2 separate regions of the Oryctolagus cuniculus genome follow, and region 2 is linked to region 1. Evidence: chromatin contacts called from public Hi-C data. All regions are on one chromosome and are shown on one strand. Each heading gives the region's core, a stretch centred on a gene start, on an enhancer-like site or on the middle of the called end of the contact. The rest is flanking DNA. Distances are from core to core; before and after follow the strand shown.

Region 1 (5,711 bases), core at 1,111-3,610:
TAATCCTGTTTTTCCTTTGCTTAAGGGAAAGCACACACAGACCCTTCATAATCCAGCTCCAACTCTCCTTGCCGTTCATATAGGATGACTGCCTGGGCTCAACCTCGGCAAACCATTCGCTGTTCCTTTTAGAAGGTCTTGCTTCACTACGGCTAACTAAACTTTCACAAACTACTCATCACAGGGCAGGCACTGTGACATAGCGGGTAAAGCTGCTGCTTGCAGTGCTGGCATCCCATATGGGTGCAGGCTTGAGTCCTGGCTGCTCCACTTCCAATCCAGCTCTCTGCTATGGCCTGCAAAGCAGCAGCAGATGGCCCAGGCTCTTGGGCCCTTGCACCCACGTGGGAGACCAGGAAGAAGCTCCTGGCTCCTGGCTCCGGATTGGTGCAGCTCCAGCTGTTGTGGCCATCTGGGGAGTGAACCAGCAGATGGAAGACCTTTCTCTCTCTGTGTAACTGTGACTTTCAAATAAATAAACTTAAAAACAAAACAAAACAAAACAAAAAAACCTACTCACCGCAGCTGGAATGTCCTCCCTCACCTGGCCCTCTGGATAAAAATCCTGAAATTCAGCTTAAATATCTCTTTTTATTTATTTGACAGATAGAGTTAGACAGTGAGAGGGAAAGACAGAAAGAAAGGTCTTCCTTCCGTTGGTTCACCCCCAAAATGGCCGCTACGGCAGGAGCTACACCGATCTGAAGCCAGGAGCTTCCTCCTGGTCTCCCATGCGGGTGCAGGGCCCCAAGCACTTGGGCCATCCTGCACTGCCTTCCCAGACCACAGCAGAGAGCTGGACTGGAAGAGGAGCAACCGGGACTAGAACCTGGCGCTCATATGGGATACTGGCGCCACAGGCGGAGGATTAACCAAGTAAGCCACGGCACCGGCCCCTTAAATGTCTCTTTAAGCTCTCTTATAGCAAGCTGAGTAAGAACCACATTACACACACAGATCAGCTTGGTGCTGGGCTCACGGCAGACACTCATCACATTTCTACTAACAGGGAAATGTTTTTCTGCTCAGAACAAATGAGTGATTTATCAGTGTCACTTGAAAACAAGAAAGCACCTCACCTTTAGTAAGTAGGGATCCAGAACAAGCCTGGTCACCCTCACTTTGGCAGTTTTTTGCATTGCTGTCCCAATCACTTTCCCCACAATCCATTTGGCATGGACGGATGAACGAGTTACTGACATTATGTGGCTTTGGTCACCTGAAAAACAAATGTCAAAGTTTAAGATTTTGGTGGTAGGACTCACCGAATGAATTTGGTCAGCAGAGTTAAGGGGTTTTGTTGGTTTTCTGGAATCACCATTTTAGAGAGGGAGGGAGGGAGGGGAAAGAAGGAAGAGGAGAGAGAGGGGGAAAGGGGGAGAGGGAGAGGGAATCTTCCATAAGCTGGTTCACTCCCTAAATGCCCACAACAGCTAGGGTTACCCCAGGCTGAAGCGAGGAGCCAGGAACTCCATCCAGCTTCCCAGGTGGGAGGCAGGGGCCTAAGTACCTGAGCCTCCGTCTGCTGCCTGCTGGGATGCGCATCAGCAGGATCGACAGGATATGGGATGGAGGCATCTGGCGCGGCAGCTTAGACCGCTGTGTCACAAGGCCCGCTAGCTACCCTGACTGTAATCGCCTCAAACCTCAGCTTCCCCTTCTGCAAAATGGGACTAACGACAGGGCCTACTGATACGAGTGCTTTGAGGATTTAACTAAGTACACGACGCTTAATGGAGCGAGTAAACGTTGGCCGGCAGTGGCGTCCCTTCTGTCTCTCTCTCTCTCCATCCCGCTGGGCGGCTTCTCCCTAAAGGCTCACATCCTGGCTACTCGCACGCAAGCAAGCCCTAGGCAGAGGGTCCTTCCCAGGGACGGAGACCCGGACTTGGGGCTGCTCTGGGGGTCACTTAATACTGAGTCCAAATCGTGGGGCCTGGGGTCGGCTGCGGGGGATTCCGCCCCCTCACCCCGGGCAACCCTGAGCGCAGAGGACCGGACTCACCCGCACCGCGCTCCCGCAGCGGCGTCCCTGCCCCCGGAATCCCCCTCCGCGGCAGCCACGAACGACCCGCGTTCACCTCTCAGTCCTGCCGGGTAAACTCGCAAGCGCCGAGCGCGGGCCGTAGCGTGATAGCGTCACGAGGCACGCAGGCCCCGCCCCGGAAAGCGCCTTGCATTGGCCGAGGGCTCCCAGCCTTGGGCGGAGTTAAAGGCAGGGCTCCGCCCACTCTCCTTCCCCGGGGTCGTTCCTTTCTTGCCCTGCCCGCCTCTTCTTCTGGGGGTCTTCCGGACGTTGGACAAGGCCTTCCAAATCGAAGGAACTTTCAGTCATCAAACACTGAAACGGCAGGAAGCAGCTGGAGAGGAGGAATAACTTTGTTAAGGAATGTTGGCATTTTTATATTTTGTAATTTTTAAAATTTGAACATTTTAAAGACATGCAATTGTATGTTATTTGGGGGTACCGTGTAATGGTTAGCTACATGTGTAATGTGCAATCAGGGTAGATATATCTATCTCCTCAAATACTTCGTATTTCTTTATGATGAAAACATTCACAGTTTACCTTCAAGTAAAAAAAAAAAAGGAAATATATAGTACAGTAACATTGTAGTCACCCTACTGCTCAATAGAACCCCAGACTAACTCCTATCTAGCTATAAGTCAGTAGCAGTTAGGGGGCCGTTGCTGTGGCTAGCGGGTAAAGCCACCTGCAGCACCGGCATCCCATATGGACGCCGGTTCAAGTCCCAGCTGCTCCACTTCCGATCCAGCTCTCTGCTATCGCCTGGGACAGCAGTAGAAGATGGCCCAAGTGGGAGACCTGGCACCCTCGTGGGAGACCTGGAAGAAGCTCCTGGTTCCTGCCTTCGGATTGGCGCAGCTCTAGCCGTTGTGGCCATTTGAGGAGTGAACCAGCAGTTGGAAGACTCTCTCTCTGGCTTTTGCTCTGCCTTTCAAATAAATAAACATAAAAAAAAATAAATCAGTAGCAGTTAATGACTTTTCCTTACGGTTGGTTGGTGCAGGCATTGGGCTTGTGGGTGGAAGATCCCTGTCTCTCCTTCTCTGCCTGTCATTTTTGCCTTTCAAATAAACATAAAAAAATACTGTACCTTATTATTATGTGTCAAGATAAAAAATGGAAACATAGGAAGCTTCTAAATACTAGGGTGAAAAACTGAATCATTTCCACTCCTCCAGCTGCTTTGAAGGTAAACCTTTGTGGGTTTTTGTGTCTGCTATGATTTTAGGTATTTCATGTCTGTGAGATGGCAGGGCAACCTGGTGTGGGTTGTACTTATTGTGTGTGTTGGGAAGGAAATGGATGGGCTGTGAGCAGATTACCTGCTGACAATTTCTAAGATACAGGGAAGACTGGGAATGTATTAGGCTCTTGTTTGCGAATTGCTAAAAGCAACAGCAAACCGTAGGTTTCTGGATCAATTTGAGGGCCAAAATATGCATGTGGTCAATCTTTTACTATTGGAACATTTTAGCCACTGGTGAAGGAAGACTGAGGAAATAAGAATTTATCCACAGAGCAAACATTTATGGAACACATTCTGAGACTCTGTGCTATGCCCTGAGAGAAAAAAAGATGAATAGAAGGCCTCAAAACTCATAGCCTAATAGGGACAGATGAAAAAGAAAATTCTAAAATGGGCACAAGTAATAACCTTGAGAGAGGAAAGTCAAAATTTAGGAGAGAGAGGGGATTTGAATAAATACAGTACACCTCAATCTGTACCCCATCTCCCCACACAGCTAGAGGCCAGAGGTCAAACCCATGCTAGAGTCACCCCCAAAAGTGGCTGCAGGGGAATTTCCACAACGGAGTACCCCGAACTGTGGTCAGATGGGACCAGTTGAGATTCCCAAGAAAGAAGTACCAAATCCCAAAACAACCAAGCTGAAGCATTTACTGGGGAAACTTAGAGAGGCTTGCAGTTTATCCATGCCACTAACAGTAAGACAAAAGGGATGCTCTCTGCTTAGCTGTCCACAGCAAGCGGAGGTCAAGGTATGCAGTTTATATGAGGCTTTAAGAAATTTTGGTTCAGGCTTGGGCCGCTTTCTGTCTCTTGGGCGACAACCTAACACCTTTGTCAGTATGCGGGGATGTTCAAGGCCAAAGCAACCTGAGCTCAAGCTTGCAAGAAAATCTTGCAGCCGGTTGGGACATCTAGTGGTCAAGGCACGCTATGACTTTCGGTTAGGACACAAAGTGGAGGGAACTAGATAGCACAAGAGGGACATGGGGTGGGTGAAAGGCACTCAACGCATTGCAGGGATGCTGAGCTCAGAGTGTGCTCACCAAGAGCCTAGCATGGCCAGAATCTAGGTGGGAGAAGAGAGGAGGGACTGGAGCTGGACAGGGCTAGGCCTCTACCCAGGAGGCGCTTTTTGTTAAGGACTCAACTTTTTCTGGTAAGTGATGGAGAGGAGAGAGCCTTTGAAAACAGGTTAGTAGCTTTGCCAGTTTTCAGGATCATTCCGGTAGGTGTGTTGAAGACAGAAGAGTGGGGGGGAAGCTGTCAGGCTTTGATGAGGACCTAAATTGGTTCAGAGGGAATGGAAACGGGGACACGGGTTGGGGAGCAAAGGGACTCAGAGGAGGTAGGGGTGTGTATCTGTGTATGTACTGTGCTTATAGATAACAATAACAGCATTAAGTATGTATTACTCTGCTCCAAATTCCTTAACAAAACACCATAGCCTGGGTGGTTTAAACAATAGAAATTTATTTTCCCCAGTTTTAGAGGCTATAAGTTCAGAATCAAAGTCTTGCTGATCATTTTTATAAAAAAAGAAATTTTACGGCCGGCGCCGCGGCTCACTAGGCTAATCCTCCGCCTTGTGGCGCCGGCACACCGGGTTCTAGTCCCGGTCGAGCGCCGGATTCTGTCCCGGTTGCCCCTCTTCCAGGCCAGCTCTCTGCTGTGGCCAGGGAGTGCAGTGGAGGATGGCCCAAGTACTTCGGCCCTGCACCCCATGGGAGACCAGGATAAGTACCTGGCTCCTGCCATTGGATCAGCGCGGTGCGCCAGTCGCAGTGCGCTGGCCGCGGTGGCCATTGGAGGGTGAACCAACGGCAAAGGAAGACCTTTCTCTCTGTCTCTCTCTCTCACTGTCCACTCTGCCTGTCAAAAAAAAAATTTTTTTTTTTTATTTACTTATTTGAAAGGCAGACTGGCAGGGAGATCTTCCATCACTCCTCAAATGGCCACAAAACTAGGGCTGGTCTGGGCCCAAACTAGGAGCCCAGAATTCCATCCCAGTTTCCCATGTGGGTGGGCAGGGACCTAAGCACTTGCCCCATCTTCTGGTGGTTTCCCATGCCCTTTAGCAGGGAGATGGATCCAAAGTGGACCATCTGAGACATGAACCGGTGCCCGTATGGGAGGCCAGCATTGCAGGCAGTGGCTTAACTTGCTATGTCACAATGCCAGTTCCAAGAAACTTTCAGATTGTACTACAAATACATAATTTACCAAGTTTAGCAGAGTCTTGATGTTGCACAAGTGACTCTCAACAAGAAACTTTAAGTTTCTGCAAGAAACTACAGGGCACTGCAGACTAGTGGACCCTTGGTCAACCTGGTTGATCATTTCATATAATAATTCTTAAGGCCTTCACCCTTGGTGTGGAGGGACTGGAACTTTTTCCAGGTAAGGGAAAATCATTTCTTTATAACATTTCTTCTT
Region 2 (5,711 bases), core at 2,088-4,587, 140 kb before region 1:
CCGCATGGGAGACCAGGAAAAGCACCTGGCTCCTGGCTCCTGCCATCGGATCAGCGCGCTGTGCCGGCCGCAGCGCGCCGGCCGCGGCGGCCATTGGAGGGTGAACCAACGGCAAAAGGCAAAAGGAAGACCTTTCTCTCTGTCTCTCTCTCTCACTGTCCACTCTGCCTGTCAAAAAAAAAAAAAAAAAAAAAAGATGAATGGAATGGGGATTATAATTTATTCAATACTACTATGTGCTAGGGTCGCTGTATTTGCCTCTTTTAAGTTAATCTTCATAATAGTATGGGACAGGTATTGTCTCCACTTAAAAAACTGGCAACTGAGGCCTACGTTGTGCACAGTGGGCTAAGTCAGTTTCCATCCCATTCCACATCAGAGTGCTCATTCAAGTCCTGGCTACTCCTCTTCTGATCCAACTCCCTGCTAATGGGGGGAGGGGGAGCAGCGGAGGACGGTCTGAGTGCTCAGGCCCCTGTCACCCATGTCGGAGGACACAGATGGAGTTCCAGGCTCTTTAGGTTCAGCCTGACCCAAACCTGGCTGTTGTGGTTATTTGGGAAGTGAACTAGCAGATGGAAGATCTCTTTCTCTCTCGCTCTCTGCCTTTCAAATAAATAAGCTTAAAAAAATTAAAAAGTTGGCAACTAAGGCTCAAGCAGGCAGTAACACTGCTCAGATCAGTTAGTCAGATCTTTCCGCAAAGCTCTGGCTCTAAGCCAAGGTCATCTGAAAGGTCAGCCTGATCCTCAGGCCCCTTTTGCTGCTCCCCCTCAAACACTGGTGCTGAGCTGCCCGCTGTGGATGGTCACTCTGGGGATATCATTCTTGCCAAGGTACATGCTGATGACTCCCAAACCATTTGCTGTGACCCAGGCTGCTGTCCTCAGCTTTAGGCTGTTTTCTACTCTGGCTGGGCAAATGCCAAATGCACTGTGACCCTAAATGACCCAAGCCCTACCCCTGACCCTGACAAGCGTCTTTGCTCTGCTGGACAGTGGCAGCGCCACCACCATGCTGCCTGAGCTTGGATTCATGCTGGACTCCACCTCTCTACCAAACCCTGGCCATCTTCTCAGGCTTCCTCTCTTGCTTGCATTCCCATTTAATTCGGGGGTGGAGAACTTCCTGGGGCCATGGCCACAACCTCCAACTCAAAGACTCCCCGTCCCCAGTACAGCTCAACTTCCATCTGGTCCTGTGCAAATTAGCATCCCCCACCCCAGTCACTCAGCCAGTGCCGGGTATCTCTTACCTGCCACAGATTGGTGCGATTCGGCTGGAATCGGTTCCCCCAGGGGTAAACCTGACCTGCCAGGAGGGCAAGGGGCGGGGGAAGAGGGAGAGGTGAAGGGGTGGGCGGAGCGAGGGAATCAAAAGTTAGGAGGTAGGGAGAAAAGCAGAGGGAGGTTACTTTTATCTCCCCTGCCCATCGCCTGCACTCACTGTACGGCACTAGGGCCCCTGGCCGCCTGACCTGCCCCAGGACAGTGCAATTCTAAGCGTGGTTCTCAGAGCAGTGGCACTTTGTGAACTATTTGCTACCAGCTAATGTCAGGAAAAGCTCAGAAACTGAGCGTTAAGCATTAAGAAACTTGTCAGGGCCAGGTGCTGAGGTGTAGGAAGTTAAGCTGCCACTTGGGATACCCACGTCCCATATCAGAGTGCCTGCTGGAGTTCTGGCAGATCCACTTCTGATTCAGCTTCCTGCTAATGCATCCTGGAAAGCAGTGGATGATGGCCCAGGTGCTTGGGTGCCACCCATGTGGGAAACCCAGATGGAATTCCTGGATCCTGGCTTCAACTGGCCCAGTTCTTGCTATTGCAGGCATTTGGGGAGTGAATGCAAGATAGCTCTTTCTCTCTCTCTCCCCTTCTTCTCCTTCTCCTCCATCATTTTGCCTTTCAGGTAGATTAAAATAAATCAACTTTGGGGCTGGCTTTGTGGTGTAGCAGGTAAAGCCACCACCTGCAGTGCAGGCATCCCATATGGGCGCCGGCTTGAGTCCTGGCTGCTCCACTTCCTATCCAGCTCTCTGCTATGGCCTGGGAAAGCAGTAGAAGATGGCCTAAGTTCTTGGGCCCCTGCATCTGTGTGGGAGATCCAGAAAAAGCTCCTGGCTCCTGGCTTCAGATCAGCACAGCTCCAGCCATTGCAGCCTTCTGGGAAGTCCACCAGTGGATAGAAGAGAGTTCCTCTCTGTAACTCTGCCTTTCAAATAAATAATCTTTTTTTTTAATCACTTTTTCTAAGAAAGAAAGTTGTTCATTGGACCTACACTGTGTAATCAAACAGGCAGGAAACAACCTCACTAGTCATATTAAAAACTTTGACCATTGATATACCAGGTGTTCATTCAAGGAGAGCATACAGGGGTTTAATGTGGGCAATTGCTTTCCACTCACATGACGTTTTATGTATTCAAGACTACAAAATGACAAACTTTGAGTGAAAAGTGATTCATTTTATCAATCCCAGCTCCCCCATGGAAAAGGTATGTAATTCTAGTAATTCTTTCTCCCTGTGTAATGTTGTGCTACTTATACTGATTGAAATGTAACTCAGAGGGGCTGGCATTGGGGTACAGCAGGTTAAGCTGTCGCCTACAATGGCAGCATTGCATATGAGTCCCAGTTTGAGTCCTAGATGCTCCACTTCCAGTCCAGCTCACTGTCATACACATGGGAAAGCAGTGGAAGATGGCCCGAGTACTTGGGCCCTTGCCTCCCTGGTGGGAGACTAGATGGAATTCTAGGCTCCTGCCTTGGCCTGGCCCAGCCCTAACTGTTGTGGCCATCTGGAGAATGAACCAGCAGATACAAGATATTTCTCTCTCTCTCTCTCTCTTTCTCTAACTCTGCCCTTCAAATAAGTAAATAAGTCTTAAAAAAGAAATGTAACTAATACTTATAGAATCTCCAACAACAGAAAATGTTTATGTCTGTTTGCATTCTGGTTTCCCAGTTATTAACATTTATGGTATTTTACAGATGTACTGTTCTGAGATAGATCAGAAATAAAAACATAACCACTGGCCCTTCACCACAGCGAGTTTAAATAGCACTGCTTTGGGAACATGGACCCCCTCCCGCTTTAAAGTCCCCCATGCAGGGCAGGATGGGGAGAAGAAACAGCAATCGCCTTGGCAACTGTATACCCTTCAAGCCCCCTCGGGCAGCAAACTCCCACTCTTCCTCAGTGGGCAGCCGTTTCCCTCGCCAAGCACAGTAGGCACGAGCGTCATTCCAGCTCACGTGTAGCACTGGGAGCTCCAGTCTCTCGCTGATGCCAGAGCCGGGACCTGCAGGCTGACAGCCAGGATGAAGTGAGACGGGCTTCTGGGCGCTCCCGGAAGTGTGAGGACGGCTAGCCTAGGGTGCCAGAGCTCAGCTTCTACCACTAGATGGAGCAAGGAAGTTGCACGAGATGGCTCGGTGAGTGGGGGCCCGCCAGAGCCAGGAAAAAAAGACCACACAGGAGACTACAGGGAGAGACGACGGGACAGGGCCAAGGGAAAAGAAACTGCTTAGCGATTCCCCAGAAGTTCTCATGATCCCATTAAACTCAGCATTCCTGGGTGCACAGGGATCTAAGGAAGCAGGGGTCCCAGAGCCTATCAGGAGAGGAGCCAACCCTTACCTGCCTCCAATATGCCTTTTCCACAGGAAGCCACCAGAGGAGAGACTGCAAGAGAAAAGGAGCGAGTCTGGGAGATTCTGTGATCCAGGAGGCAGAATAGAGAGGCAGGCGGGCCAGGGGAAGCTTGGATGCAATCTCTCCCCTGACTAGAGCGAGGCTTGTGAAGTTCAGAGGCACCCTGAGCACTTCATTTTGCTGGTCTTTATCTGACTACAGCAGAATTGGCTCAGGGCTCACCTCCTGGGACAGCGTGTCTGTCTCTTCCAGGGTGGATTTCTCCTGCTGCCTCTCTGCTCCAGCTCTCGGGTCAGGTTCTGTCCTGTGGCCCAGCTGACCCCTTATCTCACAGGATTCTCTGTCCAGGGCTCCCTCCCTCCCCCTCAGCTGAGTGGACCAGGCTCTCTCACCTGCATCTGCTTTGTCACTTTGTTTCTGAGCTCCTTGGAGACAAAGTCCTCAAAGACAAAGCTCCACCCAAATGCCTCGGCCTCTGTCCGGTACTTCTTCTCCCTGATAAACTCCCTGAAATGAGACAGTTCACCTGGTTCAGCTGCAAGGAATCCATGCCTCATCCTCTCACCCTTCCCTGCTGCAGGAACCTTCATACACCCTTGTCCCGTAAGGCACATACCTCGGAGCTGTTACGACCTGCAAGGAATTCACCTCCACCCTCAGCAGGGGCAGCTTTTCTTTCAAATAAGAACAGAGGTCTCATATAGGGAAAGCCCCCTTTTGGATGTATATCTAGCTCTGTGAGTTCTGACAAAGTGCATGGATAATTCCTATATGGATAATCACTACAGAGATCATCGCCCCAAAAAACTTCCCTGTGCCCCTGCAACCTTTTTTTTTTTTTTGTCCTTATAGTCTTGCCCTTCCCAGAAAGTCACCTAAAGGGACTCATACACAGTACACAGTCCGTTGGGTTGGGCTTCTTTCGCTCAGTAAAATGCATCGGAGCCTCATTCACGCTGTCAGTTATCAGCGGTCTCTGCTTTCTCGTTGAGTATTTCACTGTATGGATACACTATGCTTATGCACTCACCAGCTGAACATCAAGTGAGTTATCTCCAATTTTTGGAGATTATAAAAAAAGGGAAAAAATCAGGCGTGTAAGGGTGAGGAATGAGACTGTTTTCTGCAAGGTCTTCATCACAGACCTAATCTCTCCCTGTGATCATGGGAAGGCAGGCAGCACTGTTAATCTCCATCTAACGGATGGAAGACAGTGAGCCAAACACAATGACACGCTGAGATGGTAGAAAGGATTTTAATACGGTTGGGTTTGGTTTAGTCAGTTTCAGCAGGCAGACTGCTGGGGTAGGAACGATGATTTTTTCCTGGGCTATGTGTTTCAGGCCTCTGATATGAGAAGTCACTGTTCACTGACCAAAGGGGCTTTGAAAATGGAGGAGGTGACCAGGAGATTCTGTAGCAGTAACTACCAGCCCCAGAGCGTCCGAGCATTAAAAACCATTTGCCAGAGGCAGAGACAGATCATGGGGTTCTAAGCAAAATTTAGGGACCTGTTGGAGGTGATGTCATATTGTTTAATACAGTAGGTCACACTTTGGGATATAAAAGGCATACTGTGCTTCTACCTAGCTGTTTTTGGTTGTCATGATACAGTGCAAGCTTGATCAGAAGTGATTTCTCATCCAATTTTAGTAACTTTCCTGTTAAAATTACTTTAAAAAAGCATGCATGTATAAACAATGCAGACTTTACTATAGAAAAATTAGTACATATAAATAAATTAAAAAATTAGAATCCTGGGCTGACATGGCACAGTGGGTCTAGCCACCACTTGCGATGCCAGCATCCTATATGAGCTCGTTTGAATCCCAGCATCTTTACTTCCTATCCTACTCCTGCTAATGCACCTTGGAAGGCAGCAGAGGACAGCCCAAGTGCTTGGGCCCCTGCCACCCACATGGGAGACCTAATAGGAGCTCTTGGCTCCTGGCTTTGGCCTGACTTAGCTGTGGCCATTGTGACCATCTTGGGAAGTGAACCAGAGACTCACTCTCTCTCTCCTTGTAACTCTTTATTTCAGATAAATAAATCTTTT

Evidence for each region. Hi-C and Micro-C count contacts between places; a contact is called where the count stands out from the background.
Region 2: a Hi-C map of an unstated tissue shows a contact between it and region 1, with 4 times the contacts expected there. The contact joins the enhancer-like site here to the promoter of MRPS17 in region 1. A contact is called at or near these places in 4 of 6 Hi-C or Micro-C datasets (ear pinna, liver, psoas muscle and 1 more).

Annotation. Positions count from the first base shown.
Region 1 is chr19:65,774,534-65,780,244 of mOryCun1.1, reverse strand. It overlaps MRPS17 (mitochondrial ribosomal protein S17), which reads right to left and starts at 2,360. Exons shown (of 3, transcript XM_002722283.5): 1 at 2,006-2,360; 2 at 1,080-1,219. The coding sequence starts at 1,202.
Region 2 is chr19:65,911,392-65,917,102 of mOryCun1.1, reverse strand. SUMF2 (sulfatase modifying factor 2) reads right to left here. Exons shown (of 8, transcript XM_008249658.4): 2 at 4,048-4,162; 3 at 3,641-3,685; 4 at 3,159-3,309; 5 at 1,256-1,311. Among named protein-coding and RNA genes, the nearest start is that of SUMF2, 10 kb to the right of the region's middle. Within about 2 kb of position 3,337, at least 1 of the 8 cell types and tissues checked has an H3K27ac peak or open chromatin away from gene starts, as enhancers often do.